Regions from separate parts of the Sus scrofa genome. Here regions 1, 2, 3, 4 and 5 are each linked to region 6. A link is a contact called in public HiChIP or PLAC-seq and promoter capture Hi-C data. All regions are on one chromosome and are shown on one strand. Each heading gives the region's core, a stretch centred on a gene start, on an enhancer-like site or on the middle of the called end of the contact. The rest is flanking DNA. Distances are from core to core; before and after follow the strand shown.

Region 1 (2,700 bases), core at 53-2,552, 160 kb after region 6:
TGGATACTAATCGAGTTCATAACCCTGATAAGCCACAAGGGGAACTCCCTATAGCAGATTTCAGATTTTATCAAGTTTGGGGGGAGGGGGGGAATCATCCAAAGGCTGTGAAGCACATAAACAGAACAGGAAAGCTGGAGGAAGAATAAGGCCCTGGTCTAGGAAGGGAGCTTGACAGTGATAGGGGCTAATAGGAGGCTGCAGATTATTTTATGTGACCACAATATTAAAACTGTTTATTCTGAACATAGAATTCTGTGAATTTTGCAGGTCCGCTTTGTAAAACGAGTCAGGGAAGTAGGGAGAAGATTGTATATTTAGAAAAAGTCCAATGATGAGAGCCTTTTAAAAATTTAGTTGACTTGAAAGACCTAGGTAAAAAAGGGCTTAAAAGAGTGAGAAAAGGAATTCCACCCAAAAGAACTTGGGCGCGGTCCTGCAGCATCACAGAGGATGTAGTTTTTAGAGAGCAGGATTTCAAAATCTAACTATGGCTTCTCAAATACTATAGGGAGGCGCTTTACATAAAACGGAAAACCAGACTTCACAAAGCGCCGCTATTTGCACAGAGAGCACCCTGTACAAATTTTAAAGGTAATCTAGAGTTCCAAAGGTTGGGGTTAAACCTAGGCAGTTACTAGCTCCCACTTGCTAAAGTTTCTGGAGTCCTGTACACAGGACGGTTGTCCATAACCACAACAGTTAAGTAGATGTACCACAAAAACAGTTAACTTTCAAAGTGTTTCCTAAAGTACCACCTTCACACGAGTTAAATGCAGTTTCTAGGAACTAAAAAGTCCTAGTGAACAACTCAGATTGTGAAAACGTGAGGTGGCTCTGAAAAGAGCCTTTGGGTTTGACAGTGCCTAGAAATAAATTTACTTGGAGCTGGTGTACTTGGTAACGGCCTTGGTGCCCTCAGACACGGCGTGCTTGGCCAACTCCCCGGGCAGCAGCAGCCGCACGGCCGTCTGGATCTCCCGGGACGTGATGGTCGACGCTTGTTGTAATGCGCCAGCCGCGAGGCCTCACCCGCGATGCGCTCGAAGATGTCGTTGACGAAGGAGTTCATGATGCCCATGGCCTTGGACGAGATGCCGGTGTCGGGGTGGACCTGCTTCAGCACCTTGTACACGTACACGGAGTAGCTCTCCTTGCGGCTGCGCTTGCGCTTCTTGCCATCTTTTTTCTGCGCCTTGGTCACGGCTTTCTTGGAGCCCTTCTTCGGGGCTGGAGCAGATTTCGTTGGTTCAGGCATTTTACCTGCCCTTTCTCTGAAGAGAAAAGAAAATGGTGGCTGTGCTGCTGGATCCTGCCTATTTGTAGACAGATTTATGCAAATGAAGACTTGGTTTCCAAACTGCTGATTCGTTCGTTTGTCACAGGCTGCATGCAAACGAGCTACTCTCCCATTGGTCTCCTGAGTCAATTTTCCACCAATCAAGCCAGCTTCTTTAATCTTATCACTGTTTTATAACAATTCCGTTTAGTTTGTCAGTTTTAAAAAATATGACTTTCCAGAGCTTTGACTTGCAAAGGAAGCAAAGCTAGTTGCCCGAGTACCTCTCCGACTTCTAAACCTCCTTTTCAGGTCCTGGAAAAGCTCTGTCTTTACATTTGAATCTAATAGGGAAAGGAAAAATAGAGAATAGGCGATCTGCGGTGGTACAGAAAATACCAAAGACAGCGTTTCCCACAGCACACAAAACACACAAATATAGCAGGAAATAAAATTACATAAATAAAATTACATCCCTTGAAGGGAGATAAGAATAGAATTTCGTGACCCACATGTCCTTCATAACGGAGGATCAAATCACTCCTTTTAACTGCAAGCGCGGATAAGAAAGTTCTTCATTCTACCTACTGAAAAGAATTAAAAAAATAAAAGAATAAAAGTTAGCAGGTTGGCCTTTAACACTTTTACTTTAATTTTATTATCACCACCATCATCTTTGGCTGAAACTGGCTTCTGAGCAGATAATTCTGCCATTACCATTGTTCTCCGGTGGCTGTTGGTGAGAATGTTGAACGCTAACCACCTGATGTAGGTCCTCAGATCTTTGTCCCTTTTGGAGAAAGAATTTGACAAAGAGACTGAAGGTAGTGAGGTAATTATTTAAAGAGAGAAGAGAGAGAAGAAGGTGCATAGAAAATACAAAAACAGGCGGGGTGGGGTGGGGAGGGAGAAAGGGAGATATAAAGACAGACAGAGAAAGAAGCAAGAGAGGAAGAGAGCAACATGTCCTTGCGAGGCCTTTTAAATCATTTAGGGTGGAGGTGGAGGGGATTTTCCGGTCCTGGCTCAGTGGAATCGACTCTGCTTAGAATCCCTGAGGACACAGGTTCCATCCCTCGCCCCAGTGGCTTAAGGATCTGGTGTTACCATGAGCTGAGGCCTTCTACTGGACAATGCTCTTGCTTCCTCTGGCTTTGGCAGGATGGATTTAACACAAGGTTCTCGGAGAAGTTGTCAGGAGGTACTGTGGTCTGGTCCCTCCTTTCTCAGACCCCTGAGGAACCTTTCTGCTAGTGTATCTTTGATCTCAAGAATGAGAAATACTCTCTCTCTTTTATCCTAGCAGGATACATCTTTTATCTTGAAGTTATCTCCACAGGGAACAGATTACATTTGCTCAGCCTGGGATCCATCTATCTCCTGCGCAGCCATTTTTCCTTTCTGCAGAGAAGTGTCCTCCC
Region 2 (2,700 bases), core at 93-2,592, 140 kb before region 6:
AGGTCAGTGTATCTTTAAGGAAAAAGCTGAACAGTTCAACACTTACTGATACTTTCTTATATGCAGTGCAGGGATCAGAACTCAGTTCACTTAATTCTTGTTTCAGTACATTTCTACAATACAGTCACCACTCTTGATGTAGCCATATTTGTACAATGATAGCAAGCATGAGCTCTGGTGGGACTGTTCAAAATTTCAGATTCACTAGTTAATAAATGTGTGATTTTGAGTAAGTTAATCTCTTCCTGCACCAGTTTTCTCCTAAGATAAAAATAATAAACATCTCATAGAATTTGTTATAAGTTAGATAATATATGGAAAATGCAGAGAACAATGTCTGGAACATATACTCTAAAGTATTAAAATTATTCCAAGTATTAAAATGGCTCTGGATAGAATATTTTGGGCCTACTTGGAAATTTTCATTAAAAACAAACATAAAACTAAGGTGCAGATCCTCTGGGAAAGAATTCCAGAATTAGGAACATGATTAGTTAATCGTGATTTAACTCATTAACCCATATGAATTAACTATATAACTGTTAAGACCCTCACCATTCCCTAACCTCAAGTTTTTTCTTCCCAATCCAAGACCTTGGTCACATTATCCAGGCTTCAGCCCTCTACATTTCTCATACTCATCCTTTCCTTTTGATGTCTGAGGGCTTTTAGGAAACTTCTTTTTTCATTGAAAGATTGAACAGTAGGAGGTATTTTTATATATACATACATATGTTTATATATTTACTTCATTCTGAAGGAAACCTCATTTCTGCTACAACCCAAACTCAGGATATTACTTAAGATGATTCTAGCCCAGAAACACAATCAGAAATGGCTGAGAAACCTCTTACTATCAGAGCAGTCCTATCCTCCTCCGCAGTTTTCTCCACCCACACAAAGACAACACCACCCCCCTTTTAAAGCATTTCATCCATCTCTCTGGCCACATCTTCGGTGACAGTGCGCTTCCACTGTGCTTTGGGATCCTCTATTTCTTCCAGATCCTTCGGGGTGTTTTCCTCAGGGTCGGCGACATCCATCTCTTTTGACGCTACTCCTGCTTCGAAACCTCATTCAGCAGCCTTGAGGAAACAGAAGTCGGCAACTAATATTAAACAGCTTTGCTTCTCCTTAGACAAGTTGGCAGCGAGGACCTCTCGTCAATCGCGGACATTCGCCGCGTCAGAAAGAACCCCTAAGTAAAGTCCTGGCCCGCTCCGCCCGGAAACAGTAAGGGCCCGGGAGCGCAGGCGCCCCGGGGCCCCGCCCCTGTTCCAGAGGCTCGGCCCCTATTGGCCCAGAGGCCGGGGGTGGAGAGCCCTAGTTGCTGAACCAGGGATGATCATGTGATTCGCGGGGGCGGGGCTGCGCCTGCAGCTTCCCGGCCAGGCTGAAAGGACAAGGGTAGCTCGCCTTGTCGGCCCTGAAAGCGCCCACTGGATGGCCTGGCCCCAACTGCTCTCGCCGAGCCGCGCAAAGGGAGCTGCTTCTGGCTCTCGTTGGCCTCACAGGTTTGCTTTCCTTCTTTTCCCGAAGGTGGGCCCTTAGATTCACTGCCCGCAGTTTGCGGCCGCCGGGAAGCCCAAATCCGAGTGTCCGGAGAGTAACCGGAAGTGCCGTTCCAGGCGGAGGGGCGGTGCCGCTGCTGCTGGGGTAAGCGCGGCCCGCGGGGCCTGGGAGGGGCATGGCCTGCGGAGCCAGGGATGGGGCAGGAGTCCAGCGGGACCGGAGACACCCCCCCCCCCCAGGCCTCTGCCTCGTAGGAGCAGCCCCCGTTGCTCGCGACCCTGTGGGGTCTGGGAACCCCCTGACGGCGGACTGAAAGGTGGTCAATGAAAAGTTGAAAGAAGAGAAGCTTAGTACTATCGTTCCTGAAGATAATAATAGTAAACACTGCCAGACAGTTTTCTAAGCGATCTGTGTCTTTTATTTTGGGGGAAAAAGCCCCTATGGACGTTGAATGGAGTTCCCCACCCACCGCCCACCCGCATCTTTAATGCAAATTGGTCATGTTGCAGTCGAATCTGTATGCAGGGAATCTGGTTTGATTACTCGAATGACCATTTTTGGAAACGGCGTTATATATAATTTTGTATCTTATGCACTTATCAACTGCATGTTGAGGTTTATAGTGGTAGAACAAGGGTCATTGACCTCAGAAGTTGCGGTAATACACTTTACGGAGAAGAAAAATTAGAACAAGTAGAACAGGACTCAGGGCTTTACTATGAAATTAAAGTTAGTCCTTACTCAGAAGGGTTCTGGATGTTGGGAGCTGTTTGCGAAGGGATCGATGGCTGCTAGTGTCAGGTACTTCTTGCAAGAAAAACAATGTAAGCAAAGGTAGAAAAAAGTAAGTTATGGTCGAAGGATATTGATTAGAGCGGGGAGTATAAATGGGACCAATTTTTTGATGTCTAGCTCCAGAAAAATGATAAATTTCGTTTTTAGAAAATAACAAAAATTATTTTCTACGTTATTGATTTTTTTTTCTCTAGGAGAGGGAAGACTTGAGTGTTGGGCTTAGTTATGGTCTAGAGACCTTTTGGAGCCAAAAGGAAACAGTCTTAAGTCTCTGTTGTTACGGTAAGTAGTATATCAAGCTGTATGTTTCTATATAAATGGTGGATTTTTAATGAGGGAGAGGAGGCTGGGAGAGGACAAGAAGGAATGGGAAAAGATACACTGAAAAAGGGA
Region 3 (2,700 bases), core at 158-2,657, 180 kb after region 6:
TTCAGAGGTTTTATCTTCCCCAGCAATGAAAACACTTAAGGCTATCCGACTTAGTGCAGCAAAAGCCAACTGCTGCCAGAAGGGGCTGCCTGCCCTTCCCTTTCTACTTCCTCTCTACCCTTGATGCTCGGGGACATTCGGTAAAGCGGTAAGGGTGCTGAAAAGGGGGCTTAAGCCCTGATTCCGACACATTAACCGATTGAGAGTTTGGGCTTCTCTCTTTTGACCCAGAGAATATTAAAGCTGAATGCTGCCCCGCCCCCAGGACTAAGAATTAATTAGGACTTTCTGGGAAAGAAGATAGAGTAGCTGAGAGGATTTCAAGGGATTTCAAAGACGGCTTCCCTTTCCTTTTCCCTTCCGTCGGATCCTTTAGGATAGTTTGGGCTTCTCCTTTACCTCCCCTGCCGCTGCTCAGAACCTCAAGCAGAACTGCACCAATTACAAAGCAAGCAAACCAGTAAAGCCTTTGCAATATATCTGTGAAAACTCACATTGTCTTCAGCCTTTTTTCAGATATGTCTACATGGCTTGAAAAAGAAAAAAGAAAAATAGAATAGAAAAAGTGCAGAATGAAGTTGTCAGAGCATGCTGTTTCCTGCTCTGGGTAATCTGTCATCCGCAAGTTCTGGAACAACGCCAGGATCAACTTGGAGACCTACACACGGAAAGGAAAGGTGTACCCTTGAAATGGCATTTTGAGTGCAAACTAACATTTAGTTAGGTGACATTAAATAATTCATCGGTACTTGCCCACAGTGAACCCGCAACCTATGGCACATAGTTATTGCGTAGGTTCTTCATAAGTATTTCCTAAGTAGCTGTTATTGGAGCACTAAAGCATGGCAACGAAACTTTAAATTTGGGGGAACTCAAAAAGTAGTCTTTGGAATTAAACAATTACAACTCATTTGCTGAGAGCATGCGTGGCTCTTAAAAGAGCCTTTGGGGTTAACAGTAAAGATGCTTACTTGGCAAATTTATTTGGAGCTGGTGTACTTGGTGACGGCCTTAGTGCCCTCGGACACGGCGTGCTTGGCCAGCTCCCCGGGCAGCAGCAGCCGCACGGCCGTCTGGATCTCCCGGGACGTGATGGTCGAGCGCTTGTTGTAATGCGCCAGCCGCGAGGCCTCACCCGCGATGCGCTCGAAGATGTCGTTGACAAAGGAGTTCATGATGCCCATGGCTTTGGACGAGATGCCAGTGTCCGGGTGGACCTGCTTCAGCACCTTGTACACGTACACGGAGTAGCTCTCCTTGCGGCTGCGCTTGCGCTTCTTGCCATCCTTCTTCTGCGCCTTAGTCACCGCTTTCTTGGACCCCTTCTTCGGGGCGGGAGCAGATTTGGTGGGTTCAGGCATAGCAGCGTTAAAAGTTAGAACTGCAAGGCTAACACCTGGGAAAATAGTCAGTCAGGGTGAGGCCACATTTATTTATAGATGCGGTATTCAAATGAGGTTAGTAAGGTTTCGCTCACGATTGGATTAATTTTATTGTGGCGTCACAAACACGAATGTAAATGAAACTTGCAGGTCTACGTTTCCATTGGCTGTTAACTTACTTTGCTTCGACCCAATCAGAGGGCTTGGACTAGGCTACTCACAGCTAGTATAAATAGTTTTTTCAAGTAGTTGCACTCTGTATTTCACCGCTAAGAGAAGGCTGCTTAGCCTAGAACGGGTTAGTTTTAATAACTCGGTGCATTGGGTTTGCACGCAACTAGCAGCCATCTAAGTGTCCTGCTGATGAAGTTGGTGGGCAAACGCCTTATCCTGCGCCTGGGACAGCTAATAATTTGCAGCCACCACATACATCAACTTGAAGGTGAGCTGGGTCACCTTCAAGTTCACGTTCGTTAACCTTAACATTTGTGCAATGGATACTTAGAAGATAGCGCTAGGGCAACACGAACGGAATCAGTCCTGACTCCCAAACGTGTGCAAGATGTGGGCCTTCTACCCAACCAAACTCGGGACAGACAAAATACCCGGCCCGCTACACCTCCCACAGGTTTTAAATGAATCGCTATGAAGACCCACCTCCCGTCCCCGGAGGCCCGCCCTTTAACTCGCAGCCTTTTCCTCCCAGCCACGCCCCCTTAAGAGTGTGCAACAGCTCTTTTCCGGAGATCTGTGGGTGGCTCTGAAAAGAGCCTTTGGGTTGTGTAGAGCTTGTAAGCCGTTGGCCAAAGGGACTTCCTATTTCTTCTTGGCTGCCGCCTTCTTTGGCTTGGCTGCCTTGGGCTTGGCGGTCTTTGGTTTAGCCGCCTTAGGTTTCACCGCTTTGGCCTTCGCTGGGCTCTTGGGCGCCTTCTTAGGCTTGGCGGCTCTCGCTTTTTTGGGGCTCTTTGCTTTTTTGGCTCCTGCAGCCGCGGCAGGCTTCTTCGCCTTCTTTGGAGTCTTTTTGGCGCTCTTCTTCGGGGTGGCCGTCCCCGTCGCCTTCTTGGGCTTCTTAGCCGCTCCCGCGGGCTTTTTGGGCTTAGCCGCGCCCGTTTTCTTGGCTTTGGGTTTCGCTTCCCCGGTGGCCGCCTTCTTGTTGAGCTTGAAAGAGCCGGAGGCGCCAGTGCCCTTGGTTTGCACCAGGGTGCCCTTGCTCACCAAACTCTTCAGACCCAACTTGATACGGCTGTTGTTCTTCTCCACATCGTAGCCAGCGGCCGCCAGCGCCTTTTTGAGCGCAGCCAAGGACACGCCGCTGCGC
Region 4 (2,700 bases), core at 191-2,690, 220 kb before region 6:
CGTTATGCCATTCCTCTGTTCAAAACTCTTAGAATGATTTGCAAACTTATATCATGGCATATAAAATCCTACATGATTGTAGTCCTACATGACCTGACCTCTGATTATGAACTCACTTTCTACCCTTGCTTTCTCTGTCCTTTATCTTGCTTATACATTCTTGGTCTTAAACTTAATTAACTTCCTGAAACTTGTCTTTGCTTAAATGTTTCACGTATGCCACTGTTTCAATCGGATATAGTGTGGGCCCAAACCTAACGACCGCTGGCTATCCCTAAGAGGACAGAGAGACACACTGGGAAGGTGGGAGATTGAAGATATGCTGCCACAAACCAAGGAATTGTTGGCAACCACCAGAAGCTGGCAAGTACAGAATGATTCCTCCCTCAAGACTCCAGCAGGAACCCTAGCAGCACTTAGATTTTGAACTTTTGGCCTCCCGAGTCGAGAATTTGTTTAAAGCCGCTCATTTGTAGTAAACAGTTTACAAGCCGCCCTAGAAATAGTCTCTACTCCCCGCCCCAAACACTCAGCTGCCCGTCTTTCCACAGCCAATGAACCTAATGTGTCATTATGAAGTCATTTTACTTTTTAATTCAAATATGAAGCCTTTTACCACACTTCGACTTGACCAAACTAGAAGTTAAGGAAATTTTCACATTAAATCTCTTTTCATCTTCCCAAACAAGATAGATGTTAAGTTCTTTTCCAGAAAATGTGGGTGGCTCTGAAAAGAGCCTTTGGTTTGGTTTGATGCGTGTCGCCGAAATCTAGGCCATTACTTGCCCTTGGCCTTGTGGTGGCTCTCAGTCTTCTTGGGCAGCAGCACCGCTTGGATGTTGGGCAAGACACCGCCCTGAGCGATAGTGACCTTGCCCAGCAGCTTGTTGAGCTCCTCGTCGTTGCGGATGGCCAGCTGCAAGTGGCGCGGGATGATGCGCGTCTTCTTGTTGTCGCGGGCCGCGTTGCCCGCCAGCTCCAGGATCTCGGCCGTCAGGTACTCCAGCACCGCCGCCAAGTACACCGGCGCGCCGGCGCCGACCCGCTCGGCATAGTTGCCCTTGCGGAGCAGGCGGTGCACTCGACCCACCGGGAACTGGAGCCCGGCCCGCGAGGAGCGAGTCTTGGCCTTGGCGCGGGCTTTGCCTCCCTGTTTGCCTCTTCCCGACATTATAGCGACAGCAGCTTCGCTTGTGGTAGTTAGCAAAGCGAAAGTCCAGGCGCGGCACTTTTTATAACCCTTATTGGGCGCGAAGAAGAATGCGTGTCATTGGTTAACATTTTGGCTTAATTTAACCAATGAAAACGCGAGTTTGGGACTCTTGCGTTCTGATTGGACAGAACTAATTCCGGACATTTTACTTGATTAGCCACCAATCAGACAAAGTCTTTAGCTAATCACCTTATTTGCATAAGAGATTCTATATAAAAAGGACACATTGTGTGTTCGTCATAGCGGTTTTCATTTTTCCTGGAGGCATTTTTAGCTGCTTTGAATTATGCCTGAGCCAGCAAAGTCCGCGCCAGCTCCGAAGAAGGGCTCCAAAAAGGCTGTGACCAAGGCGCAGAAGAAAGACGGCAAGAAGCGCAAGCGCAGTCGCAAGGAGAGTTACTCCATCTACGTGTACAAGGTGCTGAAGCAAGTGCACCCGGATACCGGCATTTCCTCCAAGGCTATGGGCATCATGAATTCGTTCGTTAATGACATTTTCGAACGCATCGCTGGCGAGGCCTCGCGGCTGGCGCATTACAACAAGCGCTCGACCATCACGTCCCGGGAGATCCAGACGGCCGTGCGCCTGTTGCTGCCCGGGGAGCTGGCCAAGCACGCCGTGTCCGAGGGTACCAAGGCTGTCACCAAATACACCAGTGCCAAGTAAACAGTGAGTTGGTTGCTAACGATCCTAACGGCTCTTTTAAGAGCCACCCACACTTTCAGAAAGAGAGCTGGTGCTTTTTACTTTTGCGCTGGGCGTTTGTAATTTTGGTATTTAGTCGCCGAGCAGAACAATTTCTTGAACAGTCTTAAAGAACTTTCTGTTCCCAAAATAACAAGAGACCACTAACAGGAGTAACGTTATCTGACCTTGGCAAAGCTCGAGCTCCTTGTGTAACCTCATCCTGAGCTTTTCACGGTTATTTAGGAACTTAAGTATATTTAAAAGGGCTCAGCTATCAGTTCTGATAGATTTTACAGCTAAGTAGTGGAAGTAAAATCAAAAATTTCCCGTAACTTGTCGGACAGAGCTGGAGTCCTACCTACCCGGGTGCAGAGGTTGGCGCCGGCAGTTAAATTTGCCGCGATCAGCGCCGCCCTTCTCCACGGCCTGTCTGGTTGCCGGCATCCCGGAAACTAAGGGGTTTCTGTGCGCTGAAAGGATCCCCTTTCCGCCTCTCTCAGACCAGCGCACACAAGTTCCTTGAGTAAAAGATTTTGTGTAGACCATTCTGCTTTTCATTCTTTTTTTTTCTCTCTCCAGAATGAGATTTTCTATTCTCGAATTTCTCTTTGACGAGAAAGAAATGTAATTTTCAGCTTGAGGAGTACAAACACTTTTACTTTTAATTAGAATATTGATTTCCACTTGCTCTATATCCGTATAATGGGAGACGTTAAAAGACGAAATGAAACCGATCCCGGCCCTAAGGGGCTACTGTGCACAAAAGCCTTTCTGCGCCCCCCATTTCTTTGCTGCAGGG
Region 5 (2,700 bases), core at 33-2,532, 210 kb after region 6:
ATCACTCGACTATCTTAAATACGTAGCAACTTGGCTTATCATTAGATTTCCTGCAAAGGCACACTTCTATTTACATCTCAAACTTTTTCTAAAAACCTAAAGTTTTTATTATCCCAGCTCCGGTAAAAATTAACTTACCTTTGCCTCGCCTTTTTCTTTCCCCTTTCATCTATAATGTCACTAGCTCTTTTTTTTGAAATAGTGGGGGGCTCTGAAAAGAGCCTTTGGGTTTGAAAGCACTTCCGGAAACCCTGGTACTGGTCTAATTAATCACTTGCCCTTGGCCTTGTGGTGGCTCTCGGTCTTCTTGGGCAGCAGCACGGCCTGGATGTTGGGCAGGACGCCGCCCTGAGCGATGGTCACGCGGCCCAGTAGCTTATTGAGCTCTTCGTCGTTGCGGATGGCCAGCTGCAGGTGGCGCGGGATAATGCGGGTCTTCTTGTTGTCGCGAGCCGCGTTGCCAGCCAACTCCAGGATCTCAGCTGTCAGATACTCCAACACCGCCGCCAGATATACCGGAGCGCCAGCGCCCACCCGCTCGGCGTAGTTGCCTTTGCGAAGCAGGCGGTGCACTCGGCCCACCGGGAACTGGAGTCCGGCGCGCGAGGAACGAGACTTGGCCTTGGCCCGAGCCTTTCCTCCTTGTTTGCCACGTCCCGACATAGGAAAAAAATAAAAAGAAAATAAACAAGACAAGACCAGTCGTTATGGAAGACCAAGTCTACAACTAGGTAAGACACAGCCGCTTTTATAGGCATTTCCTGGGGAGTAAATTCTGTTGCCTGATTGGCTATTAACCAGACACAGTCAAGTAGCCAATAGAAAAGCTTTATTTCCATCCCTCATTTGCATAGTTCTGCCCATAGATGACAGCCTTGCTGTTTTTCTTCCAATTAACTAAGACACGCTCTGCATCCCTCATTAGCATAAAGGCCCTATAAGTACCAGAAATCCGCTTCCTGCTTTCATTTTGATCTTGGTTTTTTTTCAGGTTCAAAATGCCTGAGCCAGCGAAGTCCGCTCCCGCTCCGAAGAAGGGCTCCAAGAAGGCGGTTACCAAGGCCCAGAAAAAGACGGTAAGAAGCGAAAGCGCAGCCGCAAGGAGAGCTACTCCGTGTACGTGTACAAGGTGCTGAAGCAGGTCCACCCGGACACCGGCATCTCGTCCAAAGCCATGGGCATCATGAACTCCTTTGTCAACGACATTTTCGAGCGCATCGCCGGCGAGGCCTCGCGGCTGGCGCATTACAACAAGCGCTCGACCATCACGTCCCGGGAGATCCAGACGGCCGTGCGCTGCTGCTGCCTGGGGAGCTGGCCAAGCACGCCGTGTCCGAGGGCACCAAGGCTGTCACCAAGTACACCAGCTCGAAATAAATTGCCAAGTAAGCATCTTTACACTTACCCCAAAGGCTCTTTTCAGAGCCACCCACATGTCCACAAAGAGAGCTGCAATCTCTAACACTTGGTTTTGTGTGATTGCGTGAGTGGTAGAGTTATTTGTAACTTTGTAATTGGGTGTAAGGTGTTACACAATTAAAACCGCTGCTGTGTTGTTGACACGGTCATGCCAAAGTGTTAATCACTGTTTTCTGCCTTAGGGCTTAGCCCCCAAGTGTAAAGTCCACTCTATTTTGTGGGTTGCAGTGATCAGTGTGCTGCAGTTGGTCTGGGGTGATTGGAACATGAAAAACCTGCTTAGGTTTCTGGTGCCTTGTGTAACCAGTACAGTCAGAATTGAATGCTTTAGGGACGCTTGCAATTTGACAAAAGCTTCCTGTAAGTTCGGGAAACTAGGCGGGAAGAGAGCAGGGGCGCTGTGGATGGAACTTGGCAATACAAAGTGTCTAATAGAGAAACTTCCTTACCTGGCAGTCCTGGGCGGGGGGAGATGGTTCCTGAGAAATTCCGCATTCCCTTAAGCACTTGGTCATTTTTGCTCTAAGGGAAGATTTTGAGGTGAGTGAAACACATTTTCCATTTTATTTTATTCGTCTAGAACACATTTTCTGAACCTAGGAGTAAAATTTGCTTTTTTTGTAAAAAAGTGGGACAATACAGGAGGTAAAATTGGCTACAAAGAGAACAAGGCTTTTTCATTTGTTTTGGTGTTTTTTTGGTAGGATTTGGGGTAAGATAGCGTATCATTTAGATTGCTTAACATAAAGACCCGGTGATCTTAAATGTGCTGTTTTCTTTTGACATCTTGGAAAAATACTGAGGCCTGTCTGGTGCTAGACAGACAATTTGAGCAGGACTTCACCATCATTGGCTGTCTAACCTGGAAGTTACCTGAGAAATGAGGGGCAGCCCTGGCCCAATTAAGGCAGAAGTGCAAATATATAGGACAATGACAGATGCTTGTCACAGGAGATCAGCCAAATTTTAAGATTCCCCAAGTCCTTAAACAACTAAAACAGATTTTTTTTCTCTGCCCCTAGTGAGCCTGCCCAAGGACTTAATTGTCCCAAGTCAGACAAATGTCTCCTCACTGCCAATCTGTTTACACCATAAATGTCCAAACAGATTCACTATTCCCAGAACGACTGCAAGTTGATTGGTTTGTTTTCTTCTCTTCCCTTTTTTCCTTATAAATAAATTCTGGTTTGTCTCTATTAGATGAAGTAGTTCTGTTGCTTGATTTCTCTTCAGTACGAGAGCAGGCTGGCTAATCATTAATTCCTTTACCATTTATTTTTT
Region 6 (2,750 bases), core at 145-2,644:
GTTTTGCACAGAAATAAACAGCCTTGGGTAAGGGGAAAAAAAAAAAAAGTATTCCTGTGGTTTGGCCTCAGAGAAAGATGGAGAGGACAAAACCCAACACCTCCAGGACCCTGAGACCCTTGCTCCTGGAAGGCACCATATGAACTCACATGTATTTCTGAGTGGTATAGAGGGGTTTTTAAATGGAAATGTCTTAGACAAATTTGCATCGAGCACCTGTCCAACTTATTGCCTTGTTAAGAAGGGAAACAACAAGATGACAAAAGCATGTGTCTTTCAGAGAAAGTATGAAAATGAGGGAGTGACAGGGCTGGGGAAGGGATGCTTATACAAGTTGCCTGTTTAAAAAAGAAAGAAAGAAAGAAAAAAAAAACCAGGAAAACAGTTCATTACGTAAGTATTGCTCTTACTTGTCTTATGGTTATAAAAACATCACATTCATATCAGTCATTTGAGGGAATCTGGAACATTGCCATCTGAGAGACTAGGCTTGGTTACCCTTAGAAACAGTAACAACAACAGTAATAATAATACACCTAAGAAGAAAATCTAGAGGCTATGTTGAAGCTGTATGGTGTTACATACATATAATTTTATACAAATTGTATAATGTTTTTCTTCCATTAACACTGAAGCAGGCCATGTCAGAAACAGAGGTACGAGGCCAAACACCAGGGCCCAAGTCCTGATTTAAAACAGGTATTGCCAGGGACTTTTCTCAAGACTCAAGGCAATATGCAACAGTTGGTCTATTTCTTAACTTTGGGATGCTTTTTTCTTTTTGACAGGGAGAGCAGAAGGCCCAAGTGGTGGAAAGCTCAGCCCTTCGGTGGCCACTGAGGAGGGGATTCTCAGAGGTGAGGCCGCCTAAGATGGAGAGGAGAGGGGAGAAAGAGCCCAGGCCAGTGGCAGACCTATTCAGGGCCACAGCCCTGCGGGCCCTATGCTTTCAAATCCTCTTCTTGCTTCTCCTTTTTCTGCCCTAGAGCTTCCCTGGAGACTTCTCACTCCAGCAGGGCCTGTAATGACCCTCCCCTCCCGAATTCCGCTATTCTTGAGAATGGGAGGCAAGGCGGAGGTGGGGGGGACCCTAGGTGACCTCATCACTACGAGGGCCGGATTGCAGGAGGGTCCCGAATCTAGGCAGGGCGGCCGCACTCCCCCCATTTTCCGGAGACGCTCGCAAAGGCCTCCTTCCGAGGTGCTTACCCGAGTCTCGCGGCCGTCCGAGCGGCGCGGGGCTCCCGACTGCCGGCCTGCTGCGCAGGTGCCCTCGGCTGGGGCAGGGCCGGCGTGAACCCTGCGATCGTGGAGAGACGCCCGGAGCCCGGCACAGCCGGGAACAGGAAGGCAAGGCAAGGCGGGGATGCGCTTCCGGGGCTGCGGGCGTCGGGCCACCTCGCGTCGCAGTCGGGGACAGCCCGGTTCTCCCCTCGTGATACTAGTGTCCGCCTCCGGGGGCCGCAGACTCCGGACCTACTTTGAATAGTGTCGCCACAGCACCACAGGCCGGGACAAGTGAGATAAGAAAAGGAGGGAAACGTATTTATGATTTTTTCAAATAAATGGTTTAAAGGAAATGTATGGTGGTAGAAAAACGTTTGTTTCCGCCCGGTTTCGAACCGGGGACCTTTCGCGTGTGAGGCGAACGTGATAACCACTACACTACGGAAACCTTGCGGTGATGGTTTTCCCCGACTGGTAGTTCATTCTACGGAACTCCCCACCCCCATGCCTCCGCTGCCCATTTGCTCCGTTCCTGTAAATCTCCGTCGTTAACGTGCACTTGGCGTCTGTGTACCATTCTCCTAAATCAGAGAAGCCAATTAAATGCGAAAGCCAAGCCCGTAGGGCGCATAGATCTGGAGCCGAGTTCTTAATAATTTATTCCGGAAATGGCTGGATAGGGGAGAACGAATGCGACTTTAACCCCTTCACTACCATTTCTCAGTCTGAACTAGATTTTAATTTCTTTCCCTTTGTTTACTATGTTACCTTTAGTTAGAATGGACTGGCGAAGCTGGGCGTGACACCCGGCCCGCGCGCATTTCTCCCGCTGGCGCCACCTCATGGCCGTACGCGGAATTGCTCTGCTAAGGAGTGACGTCTCCCGTTGCGGTTAAAACTGGCGCTTTCTCGCTCCCGAGACTTCCAGGCACACCTCACTTTATAAGGATTTCCTAACTTGATCGAACGTCTCAGCGGTAGGCAGAGGAGGTAAGTAAAAAGTAACCACGCACATCGAGCCAGCCAGGAGTCGAACCTGGAATCTTCTGATCCGTAGTCAGACGCGTTATCCATTGCGCCACTGGCCCGGCGTGTGTACACTTTTCAGGCGGGCATGCCTTCATCAGAAACAAGGCGGCGGCGCTGCTTCACGCGGTGCGGTCTGCGCCTGGGCCTGCAAGTTGCGTTGTCCTAGCTAGTTCAGACTTGCAGCGCGTGGACTCCCAGGCAGCCACTTTGCTTGCACGCGCGTCCCCCAGTGTCTGTAGTCCTGTCTCAGTGTGTCTGAACCAACCGAAAAATGGCGGTAGGAGGCAAGCCTGGCACTCTCTCGGCCTCAGTATCACCCCCATTCAATAATTCATTCATTCAACCGATATTACCATTCAAGGTACCGGAAATACAACTGTCAAGAAAATAGATTTGGGTAGGGGGATGCTGGAGGTTTGGGATGGAAATGCATTATACAACTACAAATGTAATAAATTCATTGAGTAATATAAATAAAATAAAATTTTTTTTTC

Evidence for each region. Promoter capture Hi-C pulls out the DNA fragments that hold promoters and counts their contacts. HiChIP or PLAC-seq counts read pairs in DNA pulled down with a chosen protein or histone mark.
Region 1: an H3K27ac HiChIP or PLAC-seq map of alveolar macrophages shows a contact between it and region 6. The contact joins the promoter of LOC100156127 here to the promoter of HMGN4 in region 6. A contact is called at or near these places in 2 of 5 promoter capture datasets (fetal liver and liver), 5 of 47 Hi-C or Micro-C datasets (adipose tissue, alveolar macrophages, liver and 2 more) and 1 of 2 datasets of contacts at active chromatin or transcription factors (alveolar macrophages).
Region 2: a contact with region 6 is called in an H3K27ac HiChIP or PLAC-seq map of alveolar macrophages. The contact joins the promoter of ZNF322 here to the promoter of HMGN4 in region 6. A contact is called at or near these places in 1 of 47 Hi-C or Micro-C datasets (heart right ventricle) and 1 of 2 datasets of contacts at active chromatin or transcription factors (alveolar macrophages).
Region 3: an H3K27ac HiChIP or PLAC-seq map of alveolar macrophages shows a contact between it and region 6. The contact joins the promoter of HIST1H2BD here to the promoter of HMGN4 in region 6. A contact is called at or near these places in 2 of 5 promoter capture datasets (fetal liver and liver), 6 of 47 Hi-C or Micro-C datasets (adipose tissue, epiblast stem cells, liver and 2 more) and 1 of 2 datasets of contacts at active chromatin or transcription factors (alveolar macrophages).
Region 4: a contact with region 6 is called in an H3K27ac HiChIP or PLAC-seq map of alveolar macrophages. The contact joins the promoter of LOC110261670 here to the promoter of HMGN4 in region 6. A contact is called at or near these places in 1 of 5 promoter capture datasets (fetal skeletal muscle), 1 of 47 Hi-C or Micro-C datasets (skeletal muscle) and 2 of 2 datasets of contacts at active chromatin or transcription factors (alveolar macrophages and skeletal muscle).
Region 5: a promoter capture Hi-C map of liver shows a contact between it and region 6, with 4 times the contacts expected there. The contact joins the promoter of LOC110261482 here to the promoter of HMGN4 in region 6. A contact is called at or near these places in 1 of 5 promoter capture datasets (liver) and 1 of 2 datasets of contacts at active chromatin or transcription factors (alveolar macrophages).

Annotation. Positions count from the first base shown.
Region 1 is chr7:20,840,787-20,843,486 of Sscrofa11.1, reverse strand. It overlaps LOC100156127 (histone H2B type 1-M), which reads right to left and starts at 1,302. Exons shown (of 2, transcript XM_001927939.5): 1 at 1,000-1,302; 2 at 828-997. The coding sequence starts at 1,258. The coding sequence ends at 879.
Region 2 is chr7:21,142,046-21,144,745 of Sscrofa11.1, reverse strand. It overlaps ZNF322 (zinc finger protein 322), which reads left to right and starts at 1,342. Exons shown (of 2, transcript XM_021099814.1): 1 at 1,342-1,514.
Region 3 is chr7:20,819,797-20,822,496 of Sscrofa11.1, reverse strand. It overlaps HIST1H2BD (histone cluster 1, H2bd), which reads right to left and starts at 1,407. Exons shown (of 2, transcript NM_001243656.1): 1 at 972-1,407. The coding sequence starts at 1,361. The coding sequence ends at 981.
Region 4 is chr7:21,219,303-21,222,002 of Sscrofa11.1, reverse strand. LOC110261670 (histone H2B type 1-J) reads left to right here and starts at 1,440. Exons shown (of 1, transcript XM_021099843.1): 1 at 1,440-2,274. The coding sequence starts at 1,500. The coding sequence ends at 1,880. It overlaps LOC110261666 (histone H2A type 1), which reads right to left and starts at 1,200. Exons shown (of 1, transcript XM_021099839.1): 1 at 316-1,200. The coding sequence starts at 1,171. The coding sequence ends at 779.
Region 5 is chr7:20,787,732-20,790,431 of Sscrofa11.1, reverse strand. LOC110261482 (histone H2A type 1-C) reads right to left here and starts at 1,282. Exons shown (of 2, transcript XM_021098432.1): 1 at 139-1,282. The coding sequence starts at 663. The coding sequence ends at 271. It also overlaps the pseudogene LOC110261485.
Region 6 is chr7:20,997,557-21,000,306 of Sscrofa11.1, reverse strand. HMGN4 (high mobility group nucleosome-binding domain-containing protein 4) reads right to left here and starts at 1,394. Exons shown (of 2, transcript XM_001928253.7): 1 at 1,210-1,394. TRNAR-ACG (a tRNA gene) reads right to left here and starts at 2,315; the gene lies at 2,243-2,315. TRNAV-CAC (a tRNA gene) reads right to left here and starts at 1,675; the gene lies at 1,603-1,675.